Linked DNA regions of Mus musculus: region 2 is linked to region 1. Evidence: chromatin contacts called from public HiCAR-type data. All regions are on one chromosome and are shown on one strand. The core of a region is the stretch at or near the end of the contact, and the rest is flanking DNA. Distances in the headings are between cores, read along the strand shown. Region 1 overlaps Pbx1 (pre B cell leukemia homeobox 1). Region 2 has its middle 12 kb from the start of Gm34421.

Region 1 (6,903 bases), core at 3,136-5,635:
TATTAAAATGCATGTATATGTGTCTTTGTATATGTAGAAAATATCAGAGAATGCAGTATTTAGACCACATTAGTGAGGGTAAAAATCTACAGATAAACTATATCATTTATGGTTATGATATGGCTACTGTCAAAATAATATGCTATTTTGACAGTTGCTTTATCTTTGCTCTCACTGAGTCTACAATAAGAAACTAGTTTCTTAGCAACTAAAATATAGTCTCAAACAGAAGCATTTAAAAAAAAAACCTATAAAAGAGGGGGAAAAAAAACAATCTCCATCGCTGGTGCCTGGGCAAGCTTTTCCTGTTGCGTGGGAATGAGATGAAATTGATCTGAAGTAGTAGGGTATCCCCCTGCTGGTCCTCCGCCCTTGGATAGCATCCTCAGTGGAGGCAGCTGCTTTTCAGAGCACCTGGATGCTAAAACAAAATGTAGCTTGCAGAAGATTTAGGGAAAGACTATCATTATCTTTCTTTTCTTTCCTTCTTTTAGATGTCTTTTTATTAAGCAATTGTTTCTTATTTTTCAGACTAGAAAGTTACTAATATATAAGGAATGGAAAGGCTGTATTCACATTAATTTCCATGGTGACTGCTAGCTAGTGTCTTGTGTAGCCCCTGTTTTTAAAATGGTAGCCCAAGGAAGCAAGGCATTGGTGGGGGAAGAGGAATTACCTGCATCAGGACTATTGTGTTGTGTCTTTATTTAAAGCTCTAGTAAAACAGTCCTCAAAATATCGTCTCAGGATCTCCTGAGCCTTTCCTGTGAAGACCACAAGGTCAACACTGTATTGATAATAATGTTAATTAGAGTATTGACTTTTCTCCTATGTGTGTTTGTGTGTGTGAGAGAGAGAGAGAGAGAGGGAGACAGAGACAGAGACAGAGACAGAGACAGAGAGACAGAGAGAGAGAGAAAGAGAGAGACAGAGAGACAGAGAGAGAGAGAGAGGAGACAGAGACAGACAGAGACTTTTCCAGTGACCAGGGATTGGTTAAAGAGACAGAAATGAGAACCCAGCTGTCTTCTATTAAGTCAGAAAACAGAGACTTGCAAAACTGTGAAACAATTCCACCATTACTGCTGGTTTTTATAAATACCGTTTATATAAAAATGTATTGTGTATGTTAAAATGATATTTTATTTTGGATGTATTAATAACTATTCAAAATTTTCCTACTCTCCGATTTTTAACAAAGCATTAATAGGCCTAGCCTATGTAAACATTCTCTCAATATTGAAGTCTCATTTTTTTAATATTTAAGTATCAATTTTTAAATTTCTTGGTTTTTTCTTTCTGTTTATGAGTGTTCTGCCTGCACATATCTATGTGTACCACATGAATGCCTGGTTCCCGAGGAAGTCAGCAGTAAATGTTGGATCTCCAGAATGTGGAGTAACAACTCGTTAGGAGCCATCATAAGGGACTGACCTTAAGTCTTGCAAAAGCCACAAGTGCTCTTACATGCTGAGGCAAACTTCCTGCCCCTAAGTATTGATTTTTAAACCTGTAAATGGATCCCCAGGCCAAAATATTTAGAATACTGTCTAAAACCGTGAAGCCCATACCTGTGCATGACTCGGGGCTGCTTTATGCTTTTCAGATCTGTGGGTACTTCCAACGTGACCCTCCAAAGTCAGGAGTTCTAGAAGCTGGCAGGAAGTTTGTCTGTTAGGATTCTTCCAGAACTTTCTGTGTTGTCCACACTAGATTATTCTAAGAGACTCTCACCTCTCCCCACCCTCCAAATGTGACCCATCTCGCCCCATGATTTTCACAGCATCTCCAAGAAGCAGCGAGTGAGTGGTCTCTGCCACCTAGTGCCCCTCCCTCTGTAAAGTCTGAGATAGGGATTGCCATTCCAGAGCAAAGATAGGAGAAATAAGACATTAGGGGAGAATGCAGAATGTGGGTGGAGGAGAGGGGGGAATTGCTAATTAAGCTCTATTAAATATTAATTGAAATATAAATTCAAAACCTCACCAATTCATGACAGTTATACAATCTAATTAAGTGCTAGGGCCTGTTACCCCACAGTGTCACTCTGTGGATTAGGGAACACAGTGATTTTCTGCTCATAAGCACCATGAGGACTTTATTAATCCAAGGTATTTGCTAGTAAAGTAGATGGGGAAGTTGGCAATAATCAAGGTTTTTATGGAACATGAAAGAACTTGAGTGTCATTGTTGACACGGTGGAGATTTGGTAAATGGCTATGGTCCGATGAGTGGTGTTTGCCATGTCGTGCGGTTGAAGAGAAGAGATCCTTCCCCACCCAGACACATTTCTGTGGGTATTTTCTGTTAAGAGAATATATGGGCCTGGAAGAAATGGCTCCCTGGGGTACGGTTCTACATGTACAGGTATAAGGACCTAAGATCAAGTCCTCAACAAACATGGTTATATGTGCATGTGTAACCTCAGTGCTCTGAGGAGGCAGACAGAGAGCTCAGGGTTGCAGCCCAGTTCCTGATTCAGTGACGGACCCTATTTCTAAGGAATAAAGCAGAGACTGATAGACCCTGTTCTCCTCTGGCCTGTGTACAGATATATACCCAGCTGCATATGTGCACATACACACACACACACACACACACACACACACACACGGTGGGGGGGGGGCAAGGTGAGAGGGAGGGAGAAAATATGTCTTCAACCCCCTAGAAGCAATTCTATAAACTGAAATATAAATTTCAATTTTATAAATTACTCTTCAAGAGGGGAGGGAAAGACTTGTCCATATGTATATTTTGCCCTGGAATTTGCAAAGAAACCTTCTTTAAAATGGACTCAGAAGATGGGTGTAGGGGCGTTGCCAATGTGGCTGAGTTCTGTGTTTGGAAATGTGTTGCTGATGCACATGATGAAAGAAGAGCCCAGATGACCCTAACTCTTCAGGAAATGCAACCATCTATATCAGTCTTATCTCTGCTCTCAAAATGCTCTCAGAGAGTAAAACAAAATGGCCCTTGGTATACTCTCTCCGTTTTGTTTTTTTAAAGATTGCCTAGTAATTTTTAAAAAGTGCAAAAGATGTGTCTGAGATTTCCTTTTCAATTCTGGGTGTCAGTGTGTGTGTGTTTGTGCTTGCATATTTGATTGTGTGCATGTGTGAGTGAGTGTGTGCATGTGTATCTGTGTACAGGTGAGCCAGAATGACATTGAATGCCCTTTCTTCTGTCCCTCTCCACCTTGTTTTATGGAACAGAATCTCTTGGTACGTGTGGAGTTGGCTGATTGACTAAACTAGCTGGCCAGTGAACATGGATGAACAGTGAACATCTCCCCACCCCACCCCTTTAACCCCACCTTCAGTGCAAGGATTGTGGGTGCATACTGTCACATCAGTAATAGATATGTGGGTGCTGGGGATCCAAATTTACGATTTTTGTTTGGAGCGATGCAACTCAATTTAACACATCCAGTATAATGCTCCATGAGAATAGATTCACCCAGTGCTGCTTAGTCTATTTAACACATCCAGTCCAACTCAATGTAACACATCCAGTATAATGCTCCACAGGAATTGGTCCTCCCGTGGTCTGCTTACTGTATTTGTTGTTGCAGTTGCTTTTCGAGGGACTGTGTTGGTGAATGGCTCTTCTCCTTTCTTGAGACCTCTTTATCATTGTTTCTAGTGCATTATTTCCCAAGTTCAGAAGATGACATTTCAGTAGAAATGAGTTTTGTAGGACCACATTGGTCCCTTGACATGCAAGCAGACCCATTCCTAAGTGCCAACAGCCCTTGCCTGGTGGTTGCTGGACTCTCTGAACATTGGAAATGATCATGGATCCTTGTCCACAGGCCTCAGTGGCTGCCCAGCTGTCCTTGAAGGGAAAGGAAAACATGGAGCAGAATTGTGTCACAGATCACTCTGTTACTCCGTATGTTAGCAATTTTATTGTGGTCTCTTTTATTTCCTTTTCAATTTGAGCCTGGGCCGTTTTGTGAAGGAATGTGAATAGAGGCTCAGGGTCAGGAGCTGCCAGGAATGTACTGAGAGCAGTTTTCTGGCTCTCAGAAGGTGGCCCCCAGGCAGCCTGCAAGAGCCCAAGACAGGAGGGATTACCCTGACCACGTTGGGGACCAGGTCATTGCTCTTCGTCTTGTTTAGTGTGCAAATGGAAAAAGGGAGCCCCTTGGTTACTGGGTGGCCAGGTCTCTGGACACACTGACCTCTGCCAGAGGAGACTGAGCAAGGGCTGGGGGTTCAGGGCACTGGTGCCTGTGGCTGTCAATCCTGCTGCCCTGCTGGCCTGTGGACAGGAACATGGGTCCTAGCAAACAGGCAGAGAAGGCACCTTTCGGGAACTTGGCAAAGGCCTCCCTGTTCACTTTGGAATGTTTCTTTCCTTGAAGCCAGTGCTGGATCTTGGGTCTGTGCTGCTGACGTTTTAGAACATGAGAAAGAGCCGCGGCAGGAGCCAAGTATCTGCCAGACTGTGTCGGGAGAGCCTTTATCATTTCTGTCAGATACATCACAACTCGCTTGTCTTACCATACATCTTCCTAAATGTGACAGAATATTCAGCTGTTATTAATTGAATACTCTCTAATTTAACTGCTTAGCGGGAGAAAGAGTGACTGGTTTGTTTCAACACGTAAAACTGGCATCAACCTGTATGTGGCTTTCAGTTCAGTTGCATTGCAGGGACTGGAAGAGTTATTATTGTCTATTCACATGGCATGGCTACCCACGTTTTGCTAGAGTGGCTAAAATTCAGTTTATTGTTCTAAAATAGAGGGTGCTGTGGGAAAGAGAAAGGGAAAGAAGGAGAGATTACAAATGAACACACGTGAGTTTATGGGCTATTGTTATTATTGTTATCATCATCATGATGATTTCAGCCTGTTGTGCTCATATGTCACAACCTTTGAAATAGCTCAACACACCTGGATGGTGACACACTAGGGAGCTCTCTCTCTCTCTCTCGCTCTCTCTTAAGCTTAAAACACTGTACTTGGATATTCTGCCTTTGCCTTTCTAACAATTAAAATACACAGAGCCTCACATTACATCACTGTCCAGCTACCGTGATGTTAAAATGTCAAAGCCATCCCGACGAGACTAAGAGTTTTAGAGATAAGATTTTAAGAGACTAAAGGTGGATTTGGGCATAGGGGATACAGCTTGCCTCTCACCAGATCTTTGGTAAAAGAACAAGAAACTTGTCCATCTACCCTCTTTCTCTCAGCTACCCTAAGAAACATAACTGACTGAAGATCCCTTGTCATCCAATTTACGCGAGCCAGAGATCCTACAGAACTTGGGTGAATTTAAACAATACATTTATGGATACACAATTCTATTCCTTTAAAGATAAAAGGTGCACTCTGCTTCAAACTACATTAACATTTATTATCTTTTTCCTCAACAAAATGGATTTGAAGCATGGTAATAAGTAGAAGCCGGACTGGGCTTGGATAGAACACAGTAAATGAAACAAAACAAAGGGCGGTGTCCCTAACTGCCACAGAGGTCGCAGGGCATGCTTCAGCACTTTGCAGAGATGGATGAGAACTCTAAGGCTGAGGACAGGAAAGAGCATACCTACAGTCCTTTCAATCGCCCATCATGGGACTATTAGCTTGAGCGTTCTGGAAAATATTATTACCCCCAGGGCGCCATGTAACTCCCCGGCTCCTGACAAGCTGCCAACATGGCTTTCTCTGGGCTGCAAAGTTGGAGCTCCTCTGGCAGGCTGCCAGGGTTTTAAGAAGGCTCTGGGGGCCCAAGGTGCCTCCTGGTGCCAGTCAGCATTCATTGAAAAACCCAATTCAGAGGGGAAAAGGCTCCCTTGCTTCATCCATTGCACAGAGGCGAGCTGGCATCTAAGGAGCGTGTATGCTGGCACACTGCCCCTGGTTTTAGGGGCTGGCTTTTGCTGTGGATGGCATGGAGAAGGGGATTATTTGCACTGTGGCTTTTGATGTAAGCCATCATTGTCATATCATATGAATGGCAGTGCACAGGGATGGCTGATCACAAAACCTGGTCTGCTGTCCCTCCGCACGCACATTGTCCTATGAACCCCAAGTCTTTCCTACAAAAGACTTTTCTAGATTTTTTTTCTCCCTTTGTAATCTTATGGAAAATAGCGGCCTGAGATAGAAGCTTAATTTTTCTGTTAAGGAAAAGCTCATTTTAATTTGAGCACCGCAAAACATGTTAAAAATTGTAAGTTTTCTTTCTTTCTTTCTTTCTTTCTTTCTTTCTTTCTTTCTTTCTTTCTTTCTTTCTTTCTTTCTTTCTTTTTTTCTTTTCTGAGAGATAATTTACAGGTTTGTGTCTAGAGAGGCTGTGCACATATGCTCTAACTTGCAGTTTCTTGCTCTCTGCTGCGATTTTTAAAAAGATGCACTTGGCTTCAAGATCTCAAGATAGCCTAATGTCACCTACAGGGTTATGGTAGTGCATGACATCAATTGTATAGTTCAAGATAGGAGTTTATGTAGTGGGAAAATCACTGCTGTAGATTTGACTCACGAGAGGGAAACAGATTGGATAATTCCTGGTGTATTTCTTGGCTCACTAAGTTCAAGGCTTAAGGGGAAATGGAGGACGGAAATGTGGGTAACATACATTATGATTCTGTGTACAAAGATACATCTGCGTTTAGGCTTTTGATATGTAAACCAAAAGGATGCACTGTGGGATTGAGAGAGTTTCTAACACAGTCAACAGCAACGTGAAAGTCATATGATCCAAACGTCAGTGTTTAAATCTGGGTAACGACCGTCTCAGTGAGAATCGAGCTTTGATATTATATGCCAGAACTTATTGATGTGTTCAACTATCTTAGCTCTGCTACACAGTGCCACAGTGCGAAGTGTAGGTAATTTGAAGCTCAGGGTGTAGAGGATTACTTAGCAGTCAAGGCGAACAATTCTTTCTA
Region 2 (7,145 bases), core at 2,364-4,863, 1.0 Mb before region 1:
CAATTTTCTTAGCCCTGTTTATGTTAGAGCAGTGATTCTCCACAAGTGACACCTGTGTCCCCTGGGGGGACATTTGGCTCTTGTCTGGGGATGGTTTTAGCTGCCACAGCTGGAAGGGGCAGAGGTATTACTGCTAGAATCCTGTGGAAAGAGGTTAGGAATACTGCCTAGCTTCCACATTGCAGAGGGCCCGTGTAGAGTGCTCTTAGCTTTGGAGGACTCCAGGGTTCCAAAGACATGCTGGAAATGAGGGTAGATTTGATCCCATTCTCGTGGTTCTAATCCTCATCATTGCTGTAGCCTACATCCTAACTGAATGTCTCGAATAAGATCCTTTTCATCCATCATCACACACCTTGTCTAGTGGTCAGTGTGTCCAGAAAAGAGATAAAGGAGTGGGAGAGGCCAGAAACTAGACCCTCTCTCTCTAAAAATATTGAAAATACAAATAGTGAAAAAGTTATTCAAATGATAACTTACATTTAACAGATAAAGATCTACCAAAAGAAGGTGACTAACCTGCTCATCATGACAAGCTGCAGTCTCTCAGTATTTATTTTGCTCTTTTTGTTCTGAATTAGAGAACAATAGGTTTCCACCCACTCATCAATCTATGGAGCACACAAATCAACACCTTCAGCACCCTCCTCTGCTCTTTTTTCCCCTACCTAAGTGGGACCCATTACATCTGCTTTTTGATGTAGAGTGATACGAACCAAACAATTCTCAGCTGCTAATTTTTTCTTAAAGCTAGTATTTTCAACAAATACAACTGTTGACATATTAATGGTGTAGGCAGGAGCATTTTGGCACTGTCCATGGTTTTCAAAATTTCTTGGATACAATGCCAGTCAGTCCTTATTCTTAGTTGTCATGGCATAAACATCAATTCCTGTTTGGGTCCCAAGATGGAGAATGTCTGGATACAGCAAGTTAAAGTACATGATGTAGGCATCTTGCTACTTGTGAAACTGGGATAATTTGAAACTCTTGGTTTTCTTTTGTTGCCTTTTCTCCATTCATCTGTCCCAGTTTTTCTCATTCAGTATAGAGTAATATAGCTTATCCCCACTAAGCCAAAATCTGGCAAAGCATCTCTAGATCTTGGTTCATTCACATCTCTTTCCCACATCCACACCAGTGATAACCGCATAGGATAACACCTCCAAATATGTCTATAGTGTACCCATTTTCATCACAACCACTGCTCTCATCTACCTGTTCCTACACCACTATACTTCTCAATTGAAAACTGTAGTAACATCCCAACTGGACTTCATCTTTCTATCTGGTTGCTCAGGATAACCAGGGTCTTTTAATAAGAAGTTTCCCATCTCAATAAAGATAAAACGCTAGTTCTTTCCCAACCTATAAGATACTACTGTCTTTTGCTGATACATGCCTAACTCAGTGTGCCTCCTAGACTCTTTCTTGGTGTCTTCCCATGTCCCTTCTTGTGTTCACCAGGTGTCAAGTAGGCTCCTACTTTAGGATCCTTGCCATTTTGTTCCTCTCCCTGACCATCCTTTTCCCAGTCGAATTCTATTTCTCAGAACCTCATCTGCCATACAGTGTAGCATGGCATGTCTGTTCTCCATGCTTATTGGTATGTTGCATGTTTTTTTACTTTCTTTACTTCCTTCTACTAACCAGCTCCCAAAGAAGTGTATGTGGAGGAGAGAGACAGACAGATAGATAGATAGATAGATAGATAGATAGATAGATAGATGGATAGATAGATGGAGAAAAGGGAGCTCCATGAGGGAAGTATTCATGCTCACTCTATTCCTGGGTATTAAACATACAATAGGCAGCTGGCACAAGTAAGTTTTGCATGCACAAACGAACACATAAATACATGAATGGCTGTCTTTTATTATTTAACCGTGAAGCCATCATTTCCATGACAATTTTTCATTTTCATTGTTGAGGTCAGAATGAGTAACCTTACATTTTCCATATGTCACTGTAGTAACTTGAACTTCTAGTTCAATGATTTGGGTGTTCTGTTAGTTTTAATGTCTGAAATTGGAATAGCTGCTTTCAGTGGCCAGCTTTTGGCTTACTTACTTGTCTCTAAAGGTTGTCATTTGCTGTCACTGTATCCATATATCTACCATTATTTAATTCATTTTTCCTGTTTGCTTGACCTTCTGTAAGATTTTATTATATATTTGAGCATTTCCCACATATTTGATGATCATGACCTTAGTGTGCCCGACTGAAGGTCAATGCTGATATTATTTAATAACCACAGAAGTGCCACCTCTATGCCCAAACTCTTCTGGCTGCCGTTTTATCATCTGTCTTCTTTCCCTCTGGATGGAGATATTGAAGTCCTTTTTGAATTGACAGAGGCTGATGTAAAATAACTTTGCCACTTACATTTTGTGAGTGATCCTGTCTCAAGTGTTTTACAAAATGGCAGCGATATAAGATCGCTCACTTTCTTTTCATCTGCTAATTTTGAAATTACGCTGTAAAAAGCTATGAAGTTCGCTGGCTGTGATTTGTTCTTTATATGCCCTTGCTACTTAATCTTCATGAAGCACTTATTAAGATGCTGAATGATCCTTAAACAGATCTCCTCCTTTCTACAAAAGGCACCAAATGGAGTATGCATAACAACATCAAACGCGATGGACAGAATGACAGCTACCTAGACATGAAGATGCAAAGGCCATGGAGGACAGGGATGACCTACCAAGGTTGCCTCCAATTATTTACCCTGGTTAATAACCAGCTTAGAACTCCCAACTTTACCTGAGTCTTCTGGTCCTTGTTATAGAATCAATAAGACCAATAGACAGATTCAGATTTATTTAGTCATCTCTCTTATTTGCAGGGTCCCAAGTGTTTGTATTTGTTGTTTTTGTTTTCTTTTGTTTGTTTACTCTTAGGATTTTTTCTTTTTTCTATTTTTTTGGGGGGGATGCTATTTTTGTATGTTGGTGTGTGTTGCAAGATGAATCACTGATTGATATTAAGAAGATGATTAAGTCCCTTCATGGGACTTCTAAGTTTGCTGCCTATTTGAGTAGTTGTAGGTTAAGTGGTGTAATTTTTTTTCCCTATGAGACCAAAACTACTCTATGCTTTTATGTCACATGGTCTCTGTTGCAACATCTCTGTTGGCTGTTGTAGGATGGAGCAGCCACATGTAAATAAGTATGTTTCACTACTTTCCAATACAACTTTAATTACAATAGAGGCAACTGGCCAGATTGACTTGTGAGTCATAAAGTGATGAATTCTACTTTGGGTGGTTTTGAGACAACTTCCTTGTGTCTGATTTTAGTTGTTAGCTTTGGCCATTGAAAAGGAGTTCTTTTACTCATGGTCAGGGACTCCTCTAGTCCGGGCTGTTCTGCTTGAGATTATAGAATGGAACAGACCCTATTGCTATCACTTGGATGGGTATTTTCCATTTGAGCTCAAACCTGAACCAAAGAACAAACGTTGAGAAAGGAATTTCCTTTGAAATCGGAAGGCACAAATGAATTACTCTCCAGGTAAATAACTAAAGTTTGCAAAACAAATATTTATTCTACTGTGAGTGAACAAGTTGAGGGCTCAGGTAATTGAGGCAAAGAGCAGATATAAGAGCCCATGTGCCTCTTTTCCATCTAAACATTGCTTCTTTATTTGACCTCATTCCTAATCCCACACTGTCACATGTTTGAGTTCTGTCACTTCCAATTGTGTCCTTGTGTTGGAAGGAAGTCTCTACATGCTCAAACGGGAAGTCCTTTGGGGACTCTACTAAAAGTTGAATTATGAACAGAGCTGTCAGTCAAAATTTTCCTTTTGTGGACAATATGGGCTAAAAGGGTTGTTCACCTGTCATTCATTTCGGACACAAACATTTTTGAAAACCCAGAATGCATAATGAATTCAGACCTTCAACTACTACATGCCTTTTTTTTTCTTGTTTAATCTACTGTTCTAGTCAGGAGGCCACCAGGGTTAACAGTCCCACTGTTACTTTCAAGAAAATGCACTTGCTAGTTGACCAACCTTTTCAGTTTTGGGATCCTTGAGTTTGTGAAATGGGTAGCAAAGAAAGTTGTTTCCTACAAGAAAAGTAATGAAGCTCTCTGGACTGTACCTGGAAGTCATCAAAGACTTAGGAAGACAAGAACGGCCCTCACTGGAATGACCTGAACACTTAGTTGTTACTTGAACTTGGACTATGTCCTCCTTATAACCATGGGCCCTCATTTAATCCCCTGCCAGTGAAGAAGCTATTGTTGTCCTACTTCACAGATTAGGAAGCTAAGCCTCACCCCTTACTGTTATTTCAAGTTTTTCAAGATTTGGAAGAGAGAGCAAGTCTCTAATTCTATGCCTAGCATTCTTAAACAATTGTTACATACTGCTGTTTCTTAAATGGTCCTCATCAGAAATAATTTCGTTTTTTGATATCTGAGTTTCTCAATTGGGTACTAGTTGCCTCATCGACTGTATTTGGTGTGGGAGAAGTTTCAGTTGCAGAAAACAGCATTGTATTAAATGACTCTAGTTTTCAAGAGAATAGTATTCTAGAATTAATACACTGTCTTATTTAATATTCATTTTTCTCCATTTTAAATCTAAATGCCACTAAATATTCTGTATTTTAATTAATCTAGTAATCTCCAGTTTGTTATCATACCATGAATGTGTAATAAAAAAACCTTTATTGTCTTTCTAAGTTTTCTTTACCACTACGGGGAAGAGTCAAGACCATACTCACATTTAGTGTACACACATTCTTAAATCCCTGTGGATGCTAGCAGGTGACAGCAGTGGGTGTTACTCCTCAGGAGCCAACCACCTTATTTTTAGAGACAAGTTTCTCTTTGGACTAGAACTTACCAAGTAGGGAAGGTGGCTAGACAAGGAGCCATGGGACTTGACATGTCTCTGTCTTTCCAAAGCTGGGAATAGAAGTATGTTTCCACAACCAGCTTTCTGATGTGGTTTCAGGGGGGATCTAACAGGTTATGCTTCAAAGATAAACCTTTCACCCAGAAAGCTATCTCCCCAGGTCTTCGATCTTTGGATTTAAATCCTCAGCTTCTTCTGATAGACTTTGTCCTAAGAGACAGTGGAGAGGCTTGTTGCAGAAGCAAGGAAACCACGGTTTCACAAGGTGAGTTTTCAAAGTCAGAAGAAGAAGCAACCAGGGACAGAAACACAGTGTTCCTCAGCTCAGTCTATAGACTATCTCTCCAACTCATACATAACTTATTCTTAGCTCTTAAAATTTAAGGTTTCAGTTATTAGGCATTAAAGTCCTTGCCTTATAAACACTATGTTTGCTTATTACAGCATTTTATTTTTCAAATAATGTTCTCTCTAGATTGGGAGGTATTCATGAGTTTCCACATTCTCCGTTGTAGCCTGCCTACTTTAGAATTCTCTGTGGTCTGCCTGAAATGTCAGCAATCCCCCTTCTGCCTTTGTAGTCTCTACAGAGCAGTTCCCACAATTACTATGGTTTATGATGCACTAATTTACCTGGCTGGTTAGGAAAGGTCTGGGGGCTAGATTCTAAAAATAAGCTATCTGGAAGTTGGTCTAACAAGAAAAATAGTCTCATTAGAAACCAGAAGGGGAAAAAATGCACTCAATGTAGTCTCTCTCCTAGCTAGGGCAGCTTCCAAATGTTAGGACAGGAAAGGAGGGCAATGCTCCCTCCCAGTGGAGCTGAAGCCAGAATAATGAGGAGAGGGATAGAATTATCCAGACTGGAATTTGGCCAAGACCTAGGGCTTCCACCTGTGCAAGCTGGAGTCATATGACCGAGGAACTAATTGTAGTTTCCTTCTTTCTGGAAAGCTCCTTGCCGATGGATGTAGCTAACTGCTTTCCTTTGAGCTGACACCACTTGGCCAAACTCATCAGAGAAGTGTTTTCTTGAGTTGTGTCTGCTAACTCCAAGCTGGTGGGTGTTTTTCATTTTCATTAGTCTTTTGCCAGTGGTTCCATGTCTGTCTGAAGAGTTAAAGCATTAGCTTTCAACTTGTGAGCTGTGACTCCTTTGACAAACCTCTATCCCTAAAAAATAAAAAAATAAAAAATAAAAATAAAAAGATTCCTAACCATAGCAAACTTACAGTTATAAAGTAGCAGTGAAAATAACTTTATGGTTGGGGGGGTGTCACCACAACATGAGGTAAAGAGGAACCTTATTAAAGAGTTGCAGCATTAGGAAGGTAGAGAAAGACTGGGCTAAAGTGTCCTCCAAATTCATGGCTTGGAAGGACGTGTGCATCTGCCTTGGCTTATCCCCACTTCTGTGTATCTTTTCGCCATTTCACTCATGCATCTCTCATCCTCTGCTGTCATCGATGCCAAGAGAGGGACATTCACCTGTATGGCTCACTGGAATGCAGAAGATGTTCGGCCCCAGAACTGGAGCCACACTTCCAAATTCCTGCAGTACCCGTCCTTCCTCTTTCAAATCAGCCCCACCTTCTGCTTTCCATGTTAAGCACCTATTCCGTATCTTGCTCTCTGCTCCTCCATGTGGGTCCTTCCACATACACAGGTAGCTAGATATAGAAACGTGTATTTGTGAAATTAAACCTAGGTTCTGCACATGAGAGGAAAGTGAGATTTTCCTCTCCATGTCTGGCTCATTTCACTTACTGGTTCCAGTCTCAAACATGTTCCAGAAAATACCCCAACTCGAGGTATCGTCTCAGCTTCCTTGCCCTTCCTGTCTCTGTGCCCAGGCAAGACTGGTAGGAGCGCCATCTTTCCGAACCTCTCCTCATGCAGCTCCCTCTCTGACCTATCTCCAACAGATTCCGAGGAACCATTTTTCTGGAATGCTTGCAATCCACTTTGCTGAAGTCTGCTAATTCAAACCATTAACACCCTTGGTCAGAAATAGCTCAGAACCTTATGGAGAACTCAGGAATGGAAACTGTCTGGCCACAGCTATGGGGAAGATATTAATATTTTCCTTCATAGTACCTCTCTTTCTCAATGTCCCTTCTATTGCTATCTGCACTTCTCCCCAACACCAAAAAATTTTTTTTTCTGTGTGTGAAGTCTATACAAGAAACTTGAAAGTCAGTCAAAAACCAGTGCAGAAGATCAGCCCCAAAGGGACAAAGCCACCACTTTCATGTGTCTATGGGTGCATCTTCTAT

The links. HiCAR-type assays count read pairs that join an accessible place to other places.
Region 2: a contact with region 1 is called in a HiCAR-type map of astrocytes, with 2.9 times the contacts expected there. The contact joins two enhancer-like sites. A contact is called at or near these places in 1 of 484 Hi-C or Micro-C datasets (the C10 cell line) and 1 of 115 datasets of contacts at active chromatin or transcription factors (astrocytes).

The regions. Positions count from the first base shown.
Region 1 is chr1:168,244,618-168,251,520 of GRCm38.p6, reverse strand. The region is part of intron 2 of Pbx1 (pre B cell leukemia homeobox 1); the gene reads left to right. Among named protein-coding and RNA genes, the nearest start is that of Gm51671, 98 kb to the left of the region's middle. Within about 2 kb of position 4,385, at least 55 of the 459 cell types and tissues checked have an H3K27ac peak or open chromatin away from gene starts, as enhancers often do.
Region 2 is chr1:169,239,154-169,246,298 of GRCm38.p6, reverse strand. No RefSeq gene overlaps it. Among named protein-coding and RNA genes, the nearest start is that of Gm34421, 12 kb to the left of the region's middle. Within about 2 kb of position 3,613, at least 1 of the 459 cell types and tissues checked has an H3K27ac peak or open chromatin away from gene starts, as enhancers often do.